Regions from separate parts of the Rattus norvegicus genome. Here all the other regions are linked to region 1. A link is a contact called in public Hi-C data. All regions are on one chromosome and are shown on one strand. Each heading gives the region's core, a stretch centred on a gene start, on an enhancer-like site or on the middle of the called end of the contact. The rest is flanking DNA. Distances are from core to core; before and after follow the strand shown.

The links. Hi-C and Micro-C count contacts between places; a contact is called where the count stands out from the background.
Region 2: a Hi-C map of kidney shows a contact between it and region 1, with 7 times the contacts expected there. The contact joins the promoter of Prpf4b here to the promoter of Pxdc1 in region 1. A contact is called at or near these places in 12 of 12 Hi-C or Micro-C datasets (the A7r5 cell line, the Rat2 cell line, Schwann cells and 7 more) and 1 of 1 datasets of contacts at active chromatin or transcription factors (oligodendrocytes).
Region 3: a Hi-C map of liver shows a contact between it and region 1, with 2.9 times the contacts expected there. The contact joins the promoter of Eci2 here to the promoter of Pxdc1 in region 1. A contact is called at or near these places in 4 of 12 Hi-C or Micro-C datasets (Schwann cells, frontal cortex and liver).

Annotation. Positions count from the first base shown.
Region 1 is chr17:30,480,097-30,483,902 of GRCr8, forward strand. Pxdc1 (PX domain containing 1) reads left to right here and starts at 1,765. Exons shown (of 5, transcript NM_001025719.1): 1 at 1,765-2,178. The coding sequence starts at 1,923.
Region 2 is chr17:30,223,311-30,227,377 of GRCr8, forward strand. Prpf4b (pre-mRNA processing factor 4B) reads right to left here and starts at 1,610. Exons shown (of 15, transcript NM_001011923.1): 1 at 1,526-1,610. The coding sequence starts at 1,566.
Region 3 is chr17:30,073,800-30,077,462 of GRCr8, forward strand. It overlaps Eci2 (enoyl-CoA delta isomerase 2), which reads left to right and starts at 1,967. Exons shown (of 10, transcript NM_001006966.1): 1 at 1,967-2,045; 2 at 2,725-2,887. The coding sequence starts at 2,002.

The DNA of each region.
Region 1 (3,806 bases), core at 515-3,014:
AGACAGAGAAAGAGAGAGACAGAAAGATAAAGGAAGAGAGTAAGAAAGAAACAAAGAGAGACAAACACACAGAGAGAGAGACAGAGACAGAGACACAGAGAGAGACAGAGAAAAGGGGGGGAGGGGAGGGGAGGGGAAAGCACTGTGGAACCTTGACTTCCAGTTTCAGAAGGTCTTCTGTCCCTGCCTGGGTTACTTGAATTACATATGTGAGCCACTCCAGACCCGTGCTATCTTTTTTTTTTTAAGTGAAGTTTCTAGGCTGTATAGAAAAGTGATTAATGGATGCTCTACGCGGCATAAAAGATAGTGTGTTCAACCAGTGACGCTCCAACTGTGACTACTGTTCCTTTGCCATCTAGCTTTACTCCCAGAACTCTTTAAGCATCTACTGTTAATATAAAAACACTTTCTTCAGCGCTCAGGAATGACAGGCTCAAAGAGGAGGCCAGCTTCACCCAGCTAGGTCACTTGAGCAGCAGCGAATTGAAGACTTGATTGTTCCCAGCAAACTCTACCCTAAAGATGGGGCGTTTGAAGAGCTGCTTCTGGGGGATCCTGGGGATGGTGCTGGGGGAGGGGACAGCTTCAGAAGGGACAGGGTTCCAGGTAGGAGTGGAGGCTGGCCCAGGAATGCCTCAGCAGAACTTTTTGGTAAATAGGAGGGGTACTCCCTTGTCCAGGAGGTTTCTGCAGCGACAAAAGCGACCTAAATACCAGCCCGCTGCCGGTGTTGACAAGTCAACGGATATCAGGGTCACTGAGGTCCAGAGAAGGAATACCTGTCGCTAGTTTCTAATGTCTCTGTTCCACACTGGGCTTCGCTGACTCTCTATAACCCAAAAGGCAGAGTCTTTTTCCTCTGTTTTAGGCAGAAGAATGTGTCTGGAACCAACTTAAAATTTTTAATGCTAGACACTGTTTTTCAATTGGGCGCAGTGCGGTGCATTCGTTCTCAGTGGGCAGCTCTGCCAAGGGGGACTTCCTAAGCTCCTCCCGAGTTTCTCTCTCCAGGGAGACCCGTGTCCCCTACAGTTCTGCCCCATATCCTTTTAGCAGACGACCCCACGGGTGGCCGGCCGGCCGATCTCCTGGGGGCTCCTCTTCTAAGAACCACACGGTCTTGCCTTCTGGTGGGTCTGTCCCGCCGCGTCCCGGGCCTCCAACAAGCTAAGGCACGACCGGAATGCGCGGGAGGACCCGGGGCGGAGACGCCGGTAACCGATGGGACACTGGGCGGGCCAGCCTGAGTCCCGGCCCAGGCCGGGCGGGTCGAGGGCGGCGCGGGGACCAGCACCAGTCCCACTGTCCGGATCCCCGTGCGGTATGAGCCCGCGTCCCCGCCCCGTGCGGCGCCGCCTCGGGACTCTGGACTTCAGCGACGTGTCAATCCCACCCCCGCGAGTGCCGGGCAGAGTGCTCAACTCCAGGCAGAATCCCGAGGATTCAGAGTAGGAACGAGCAGAAAGTCGCCCTGCGCTCCGGGAGAGCGCAGGACCCGCCCCGCTTAGCAGCGGGCAGACTGGGGAGGCGGCGCCTTGCGTGGAGCCTGGGCCGGGACCGCCCGCGGCGGGTCAGCGGGAGGCAGGAGGGAGGTGCTGCAGCCCGGACTCGACGTCGACGCCCGCACCGCCCGCGATGGGAAGTGCCTTATAAAGCCGCAGCCGGAGCAGTCAGACAGACTCTTGGCGACGCCGCCCAGAGCGCGGGCCGCACGTAGCCGCCCCAGAGTGCGCGAAGAGCTAGAGCACATCCGCGGGGCATCAACTTCTACCCACCGGGACTCTTAACGGCCGTTGCGAGGATCGACCGCGTCCCACAGAGAATTCCTGATCGCCCTTGCCCAGACCCACTCTGCCCAGGCGGACCCCAGTCGGGGGCCGAGGGCGCCCCCGGCGGCAGGGGCATGCGCCTCCCGCGGCATGGCCTCGGCGGTGTTTGAGGGCACGTCGCTCGTGAACATGTTCGTGCGCGGCTGCTGGGTGAACGGGATCCGCAGGCTCATCGTCAGCCGGCGTGGCGATGAGGAGGAGTTCTTCGAGATCCGCACCGAGTGGTCGGACCGCAGTGTGCTCTACCTGCACCGCAGCTTCGCGGACCTGGGCCGCCTGTGCAAGCGCCTCCGTGACGCCTTCCCGGAGGACCGGTCTGAACTGGCGCGTGCGCCGCTGCGGCAAGGTGCGGGGCTGCGGGGCTGAAGGGTTGGGGCATCAGGGGGCTGAGGGAGGGGCTCTGGGGAAGGAACATTGCGACGAGATCGCGTCTAAGTGCAGTGAAATCGGCGGGAAGAGTTTCCTAAAACTCTACCGGGCAACTGACCGAGGACATCTAGACCCTGTCTTCCCTGACTGGGAGCCGGCACGGAGCCTGGGGCGCACACTCTTGGAGGATAAATGAGATGGGTGGGGAAGGGGACAAGGTCAGCAGAACTGTCGCCTGACTGTCCCAAAGAGCGAGCCACTTGTGAAGAAGCGGAGCTCTGCTTTGCCGAGGCGACATCCAGATCTGACAGCTACTGGGTCCCAGCCACCTCCGGAGAACCAGTGGCGGCTGGATTGGGTTTGCTGGAAAGCGTAGAGACAGTTATAGAGTATCAGAATTGGGAAATCTCAGCGGTTATGATCGCTGCCCAGGTCCTGCCCGGTTGGGCCCCATTCGTATTCGAAGATAGTGAGCCTGAAAGCGAGGTGCCACGCAGCAATCTTTTCCACCTCTCCTGGAGGGAGCCGCCCCGCCTGCATCTGTCCGGCCAACCCCAGGGTCCCCACCCCTGAGCTGGGTCCACATTCGGATTTGATTAGCCACAGCCGCCTCCTCCCTGGCCTTGTGACGGTCCTGGTTGGCCCTGACTGTTGTTTTCTCAAACAGCAGTGGCTTCCCCTTTCCCACTGCCAGCAAAAGGACTGGAAGAGTGGAGGAAACTGGAGAGGGATCTTGATAGAGATGGGGAAGAATAAAGTGTGGGGCAGTTAGCTAGTAGGCGGTGGGACAGGAGGGATCAATAGAGCTTCTGAGCAGTGCCTGGCCTTCCAGGGCTTGGAGACCCATGGAACCAAGCCCTCATTTTGGCAGAGTTCTCAAAGCAGCCAGCCTGTGACAGCTTGGGGCGAAGTTACTCAAGGTTAGCCAGTACATGCCTCCTTGGCCGCCTGTCTGGCTAAGGGCTTGAGATAACCTCCGTTTCCCTCCGGTGATAGGTTCCACCAATGTGTGGATTATGGGGATAATTAGCTCCATTCTCATGACACATCCCCTGGCAGACACATCAATTGGATAGATTCCCAAAACCAAGTGAGTGTGGAAGCCGGGAGTGACAAGCCTGGCTTAGATCTCCGTCCCAGCCCCTCCCAGTGCCTGAGCACCATTTTGAGATTAGACCTATTTTTATTGTTTTAAATTTGATATTTTTTTTTAATTTAACAAATGCATGTCTGAGTCAGGAAAGCATAAGGAAGGGGTAGTGATTTACTCAGTGGCTTCTTCTGGAACAAGGCAGGCCATAAACAAGTTGAATTTCCCGACTCTCCCTCTGAGCAGGTCCCAGAGCTCTGCTGTGGCCACAGACAAACTAGAATCATTCATCGTCTATGAGAGTACCTATTGCCCGTGGGGTTTTGTGAGGGGTGAAATGCCTGGTTGTATCTGGTGACAGTGTCTGTAAATGCCACTTGCTTACTGTCAGCACCTTCTTTCTGGCCGGGGGTGCTGGTTGTGGAGAGTGTGGGAAGGGGTGTGGCGTTGGTGTGGAGTCACAGGTGAAAAGGCCTTCCCTGGAGCAGAAGGGAGGAAACCATCTTACCTCTGTT
Region 2 (4,067 bases), core at 360-2,859, 260 kb before region 1:
TATCAAATTGTTATTACTTCATTAATTACTTTCAAATTAGCAAAAATAGGACACACGGAAAAAAATTCCATTTCCACAACTTCGGTGGGGGAAGGGCGGGTAAAGTAAAAACCGTGGTCAGTGTTATGTACAGTTGCCAGAGCCTAAACAAATCCATGTTTATAATGACAGGATTATTTAAATATGCAAATAATAGGGCTGGCTCATACTCAAAATAAATGTAAATGAATTCTCCCCTCAAATTAGGTAAATAGATATAATACCAAGAACTTTTCAGATTACCTGAACAGTACTCAGCTGTACAGCCGAAGACACCCATCAAACTAGACTAACATCCTGTAACTGCCACACCATGAACTTAGAAAAACAACAAGCTATGTCTGGTTAAAACCCTATCTGTTCTCTGCTAAGCCCAATTATCACAACAACAATGCAACTTTCAAACATACTTAATAAAAATATGAATTCTCTATCAAGCTGAGTAAAGCAAATGACAGGGGAACACCAAACTAGATTCTTGAGCAAAGAAGCCAAGCTTCTTTGGTGGTAAAGTCATCCTCTGCCACAAGTTGCTGGAGACGGTATCATACGCTTTCCTAAACAGGTTGGAAGCATAGATAATGCAGATGGGGGGTGGGGAGGGTGCCGTTGCCAAACAGTCTTTAATAGTATTCTCTTTAAAGTTGTTTCCAAGCGTAAACGTGGGAAACAAAACACTGCTCTTATTTAAGAGCTAGTCCTTTTGCGTATTCACGGATGTTCTCTTGGCTTCAAGAACTTCTATATTCGCTTAATTATAACACAGACTAGAATGGTTTATAAGTAGCAATAATTCCTAATACTTCTACCATGTCCCTTCCTAAAGGGTGTAGGGCAAAAACTGCCAGGCCTCAAAACCCAGGTAGTCTACCTTACTTTGCCTCAAGTTTGAAAGTTCGAAAGCTGCCAATGAACAGAGAAATACCGGGCTGTGGTTGGAATGAAGAGTAAAGGGCGAAGGACTTCGCTAGCACAATTTCCGGGACAGTCAAAAGTGTGACCCTAGCACTCCTGTCTCTGCTTTTACTATCAGCAGGATCACAAGGATACTATAGGCGTTAGGAAAGTGGGGCTTAGCCTGCCGGCTGCCACTGCCCCTCGGGTCCCTCTTGGATCCCCCATGGGGAGATCGCCGAGGGTTGAGACCAGAGCTCCACGGTCCCCCAGGGAGGAGCAGGAAGGCGCGACCTCAGGGCAGCAGCAGCCACCACGCTAACTGGACCTGTAGAGGCCGCTCGTGCCGCCGCCTCCCGGGGCAACGACGCGCAGCAGGCCGCGCTGCCGGCACCCCAACAGCCGCGGCCCCACCGGCAGCAAAGCCCGGGCGGCTCCCACGCCTCCCGCCGCACCACCGAAGGCGCGCGGAAAGGCAAACTTTGGCTATCGCCCGTTAGGCCTGAACTTTCCCGCCCGTCGCGCAGGTCGCCGCCGTCCCCCGCACGGTGGCCAGGCGGCCCAGCTCCAACCACCCGCACGATGCACTTACTCAGGTTGCTCCCGCAGCGACGGGGGCTCCGTGGCGGCCATCTTGAACTTCCCGACTTCTCCGCGGTGCTGGCGGCGGCTCCGCGAACCGTAGACGCCAGTGGGAGCGGAGGAAGAAGGGAAAAGCAGTCGCGCATGTGCAAAGCACGTAGAGAAAAGCGGCACTCCGAGTCCGCGCTAAGAATCCGGATAGAAAAATTCTGCGTCCGGGGGCGGGGCGCAGGGTGCCGTGATGTAATTTCCGGGGCTAGGGGGCGGACCACGGGGAGATCAAGGCCTTACTCACCTAGAGCGCCAGTCTGTGTGGAAGTTTGAGTGTTTCAGTGCAGGAACCTGCTGGGGAAAAGGAGCAAAGAAAAGGGTCGGATGTTGGTATTGAGAGTGCATTTCTGAGCGCTGATTCTCTATGTGGTCCAGTAGTGGGTGAAAATTGCTCTGTGTCTCTTGTTGCTGCTGATTGATTAGCGGAGAGCTCGTAGACTTGGCCTAATTTAAACACCCAGAAAAACTCCCAGATCCCCCTTTGACCTTGTTCTTTGTGTTATGCTTTATATGGGAATTAAGTTTTCTGCTTCTGAGAAGATTAAGTTGGAGATAATGGACGTTGTCTGATACCGAACTGAGACCAATCTCAGATTTACACACACCATTCTTAAAAGAACAAAATTAAAGCACTTCTAAATGTGCTGATGCTGGCAAACTTTTCCATTGAAGATTTTGATTTTCATCAAGTTCATTTCCACGCTATTATCCATTTGAGAGCGAAATAGACGTTTAAATGCATTCTAAGCTGTTACTGTTAGTAAAAGTTGAAACATTAGCTTAATCATGCAGGAAACGTTTACAAAGTGACAGGCCAAACAGTTCCTTGTTTCTCCCCGCCACCCCCCACCTCCATCCCCCAACCCCCCCATAACCACGCTTCGAAGCCCTGGTATCGGAACGGCCCGATCCAGAGCTGTGGTTTCCGCGGATCGGAGCGGAAGTGAGCGCTCCCCGGCGGAACCAGCTTCCCGGAAGTCATTGGCAGGCTAGAGAGACGCGTGCGTACTGAGGTCCAGGAGAAAGCGTGGGCGTGTTCAAAGCGACCGGCGGTGGTTGTTGCTTTAGTACTGCGGCGGGCAGCTGTAAAGAGGCCTTGCCAGTTCCCAGCTCCTGCTCAACTTGTCCCGCCTCCCGGCCTCAGCCCGGACCTCTCTTCTGCCGCAACGTCAGCAGAGCGGCTTGCCAAGATTGCGTCTGTGCGCACCCCTGGAGCCCTCAAGTAGAGGACCGCCCTGTTCGGTGACACCGTGGAGACCACAGCGCTTGGCAAGCCGCCAGCAGACAATGCAAAAAGTTGAGGCTTTGGAGGCAAGCGTGGCTTTGTGAACGCTTCATCTTTTTCCACCATCTGTGGTTGCTTCAAGTATTATTCCATACGAGATGGGCGTTCTTTAAATAATTGGAAAATATATTTGAAATATGTTGTTTCTGTGGAAAGCTATTACTTTCGTACACGATTAGCATGGATCCCAGCGAGCTCTTAATAGGCTAGTTGTAACAGACTACAAACAAATTACAAGCATCGTAAAACCCTTTAATTCTTGTAGTTTCCATGTGTCTTTGAAGAATGTAGAAGCCATTTAGACAGCACTTAGGTTTAGAACTGGGGTTTGGAGCTTTGTGGGAAGACGCCAAACTGCTGTTAACATGCTTGAGGCATCATGCCTGTCTTACTCTTAATTTTTTGTTGTTTTAAAGCAGTTCTGTGCATTTGTGAAATTGGGCAAGCTCAAAGTAAAGAAAAATCACTCTCCATTATCTGCATTGAACCAACACGAACATGTTGGTTTATTTTTAGCCTTTTCCTATGTAAAATATTAAATTTCCACACTTGTGTACACAATGTCATTTGCTTTTTTCACATAATAGTTGTCAAATTTTGCGTGGAGTAAGTTGAGGATCACAGAGTGACATGATTAAATTTGTTTTAGAAGATTTATTTGGCTGCTTTGTGGAGATAGATTGCAAGGGATCTGGTTCTCTTCAGTGAAGAAGTAAACTAATTAGGCTAGTGCAGCAATCTTACTGAGAGAGAGAGTGGTAGTTTAGATGGATGTAAGAATGGAAATGTGGTTAGAGGGGATATATATTGAAAGAACGGGCTATATCACTCACTAATGGATTGGATGTAGGTAAGAGAAAGTCACTTAAGAGTGTTTTGCTTGAGGAATGAGTTCAATGGTAAAGCACATGGGTAGTTTGTATATAGTCCTGGGTTCTACCCTCTGTACTGTATTTTAAAAGTGCCTTAGCTTGGGTAATTGCCCTTGCTATTTGACAACAGTATAAGAAAAGAATAAGATCTAGATGCATGGAGGGGGCAGAAATTTTGTTCTAGTCTTTTTATACCCTCAGAATAGATCATCTACACAATTTTCTTTTGCATGTAACACTTAGTAATTTTTACTTAATTCTGTAAGCATTTTTGTAATTCCGTTGTGTCCTTGTCCTTGCATCAAGCTCTGGCCTATTTATATCAGCTTTGCACTATCTATATA
Region 3 (3,663 bases), core at 717-3,216, 410 kb before region 1:
CACAGACAACAGAGGCCAGTTCAGCACTCTGGAGAAGTCTAAGCGACAAAGTCCTGGCGCCTGGCTGGGTTCTTCACATTGCATGTTAATGTCCAGTCTCAACCGATGCTCAAAGGCCTTCCTTCCAAATGCCATCAACACAGGAGCTGGGAGATGACGTTTTCCAAACATGAACTCTGAGGCACGGTTCAAACCACAACAGTGAGGTTTACAACATAGAGCGATCTTTCGGAGAAATGGAAGAAAATGGACTGCAGAGGTAGGAATTAGAACAAACCCAGTCAGTACTAGTTGAGTAAGAGCAATATAGAAGCAATGAGGCCTGAAGAAAGACTAGATGAAGAGAAACAGGTGGCGAGGGCTTGTAAATTCAAAAAACAACTGTTAAAGGGCAACAGATCCATATAGGGGAGCCAGCAGTGAGACAGGGGGGATTCAGACTTCTTTAAGATATCTAGCCTTCACTATTAATTACATATTATTAAAATTATTCTTGACACTTTATTGATAGAATTTTATATGCCATAATGATAGCGTGAGCTGATGGTTTTAGTATTTATTATAAACAGAAACAAGCACTCGGGCTGACAGCTCCATCAATCGTAGGTTCCATGCCACCATCTCAAGAAACATCTCCCAAAATACTGAGCACACACTGTGAAGTGGAACCCCGAGATTCAGTTCCATGGACATTTTTCTGGGCTCTGTTGACCACCAGGCCTGGGAGTCTGTATCAAATCCTTCCTTAGACAGCACTGGTCACCTGCAAACGAGCCTCTAAGGTAGGACATAACTGACCCACACACCTCCTTCTCCAAGGTCTTCATAAGAACCGGGAGACCCGGTCCTCCAACAGAGTGGAGATTAGAACTCTGGGGAGGTCTTGAGGAGGATTCTGCCATTCTTACTCTAGTACAGAAAGGAAACTCTCAAGGGATGTGCTGGGTGTCTTTGACTGCGCTGTAAAGTAGTTCAAAAGTATGCCCATTGGTCCGTTTTAAAAATGTAATTTTTCTAACTTTTTAAATTTTACTTTGTCTAGTTATTTAACTTTCTTTATGTAATTGGTTTTGCATACCTGTATTATGCACATCATCTCTGTGTCGGATGACTGCTTAGGTCATAAGATGGATCTGTTCCCCTGGAACTGGAATTATGAATGGTTATGGCCCACCCTGCAGATTAAGAGAAACCAAACCCCAAGAGCCTCAAGTGTGCTCAAACAGCCTAGTCAACTCTTTAGCCTCACCAATTAGCTCTTCCAGGGCTCTCTAGTACTCTTAGCACAGAATCCAAACTCCTTAACGTGGGCACAGTGATCCTCAAGCTCAAACACCCTACTCAGAATGGTTCCCTTTCCTTTCCCCAGCCCAGTCTTCAGCCAGACACTGTTTATAGGCTGTGGCCTCTGCTAAGCAAGAGAATCACCTTCAGGGCAAACGCCTACATTAATGCTGCTTATACAATTTCATGTTCAGCTTAAACTTTATTGTACAAGATAAGCATATCCAGGAACAGTCTTGTCCATTTAATCTTTTAAACATATGTTCCATGACCTTAAACTGAGCGTACTCAGGAACGTGCTCCTAACTGATCATTCTGGAAATGGTCGGGTTTCTAAATGAATATGTTTAGACTCTCCGATTAAAATTCCCAGAGCACAGTGATCCGCCTCCGTACCCTGACCCTCCTGCGCCAGATCTTGCTCCAGTCACCTATGTACACAGTTGGACCTGGACCAGGCATACTAGGCTCCTCCTCGAAACCCGCCCATTCTCAACTCTGAAGGAGCTGCCAGTCACACCCCTGCCCCAGGCTCTCTTCCAAGTTCTGCTCCGCCCGCCTATTTGTCCCAGGGTCGGCTCACGGCCGGAGCTCACATCCTGGCTCCGCCCTCAGCCCCGGGCTCCGCCCACGCCCGGAGCGCACCTCTGGCTCCGCCCCCTCACAGTTTCAGCTGGGCCTAAGCCTCCGAGCTCAGTTTGACCTCAGCATCCAGCTATGGCGGCAGTGACCTGGAGTCGGGCGCGGTGCTGGTGTCCGAGGTAAGCTTGCAGCCTCGACTGTCCCTCCCAAAGTCGCCAGCGAGGTTTGTCGCCCGCCCACGGAGCCGCCCGCTTTGTCGTCTGTCTGGCCTGGCTGAGGGACAGCAGGATATTCCTTTGGAGATTTCCCAGCGAGAGAGCTCTAAAGAGTGACCTCGAAGGTTCTTCTTCTGCTGAGTCCCAAAGGGTAAGGATGGACGCGCTCCGGTCGCCTCCGTCGGTCCCTGGGGCACCCAGGCCTCCAGGCCCATCCCGGAACTTCCTAGGGCACACAGTGCCTTGGCTAAGGTGACACTTTGTCCAATATTGCTAGTTAGCTCTGAGCGCTGCTGGCTCGCAATCCGTTATCACCAGTGTGAGGTTTCAAGCAGTAAGTTCACTTTGTTAAGAGAAGTAGCTGGAGAGAGTGACCCACATGTAGCAATTCAAAGAACTATGGAGCAAAGGTTGGAAACCGCATGCATGCAGTAAAATCAGCGGCTTGAGAGACTTTCTCAAAAGGCAAAACTTATGCTCCATTTGAGTAAGTGTGCACTACAGTGTGTGGGGAGTCGGTTGCCTACTTTAGGGAAAACAGTGCAGATGCACGCCGTTCTGAGCAGTATGACTTGGAACCAATCAGTAATCCTGTTGCTGCAGAAATGGAGGGCCAGGAAGAAATAAAAAACACTGTTTGAAGTCTCCTGCAGGTCCTCAGATTACCAGTGACTAAACTGCACCTAGGCAGACCAGCCATGAGAGCCACTCAGCAGGACTTCGAAAATGCAATGAACCAGGTGAAACTCTTGAAGAAGGACCCAGGAAATGAAGTGAAGCTGAGACTGTATGCGCTGTATAAGCAGGTAACAGCCTGAGCTCTGTTGGAACTTAAACGCGTTTTGAGCAAGTGATTCCTGTAGTTGACATGTTTCTAATACGCAGCTTGAATGGTTTCTAACGTGTGGGTTGCATGGCTGACTCCCCTTTGGCATATATGTATGCAGGCTTTGTTTTGTTTTGTTTTTATATTAGGCCTTGATGTGCAATTAAAGCACAGAGTAGCCTCCTCTGCTTCTCTCCAGAATAAAGAGATTTGGAAAATATCACATTTACATCCACATGTTTGGAGCCTGCTTGAGTCCTTCCCGAGGAGAGTAATTCACTGGGGCAGTTGGGAAAACTTGAATATGGACCAAGTTTTACCATTACGCACCAGTGTCCTGGTTATTGTTAAATGGTGCCATGATTGATTATATAATAAAATGTTGGTGTTTCAGAGAAATAGTAAGTATTTAAGGATGAAATAGTATGCTTTTTGGGATGTTTGAAATTAATTAAATTAAAAAATATAGTCAGTGAAGATATAAGGTAAAATTTAATAACTGCCCAACTGATTAATTGGCTACCATAATTCATATGTGTGTGGAGGTCTGAAAATTTCTATAACCTTTGAGGAACTAAAGGTTATAATGGCAAAGACTTCACCCAGATGTCTGCCAGCCTGGACTTCTTTGTTATCATTTATTGCTTTTATCATTTCTGCCTGGTGATGCGTGTGTCTCTTTATCGTGGGTGTCCTGGTTGTTTTGCTTTGTTTCGTTAACTTGGCATAAGCTAGACTCATCTGGGAAGAGGAGGG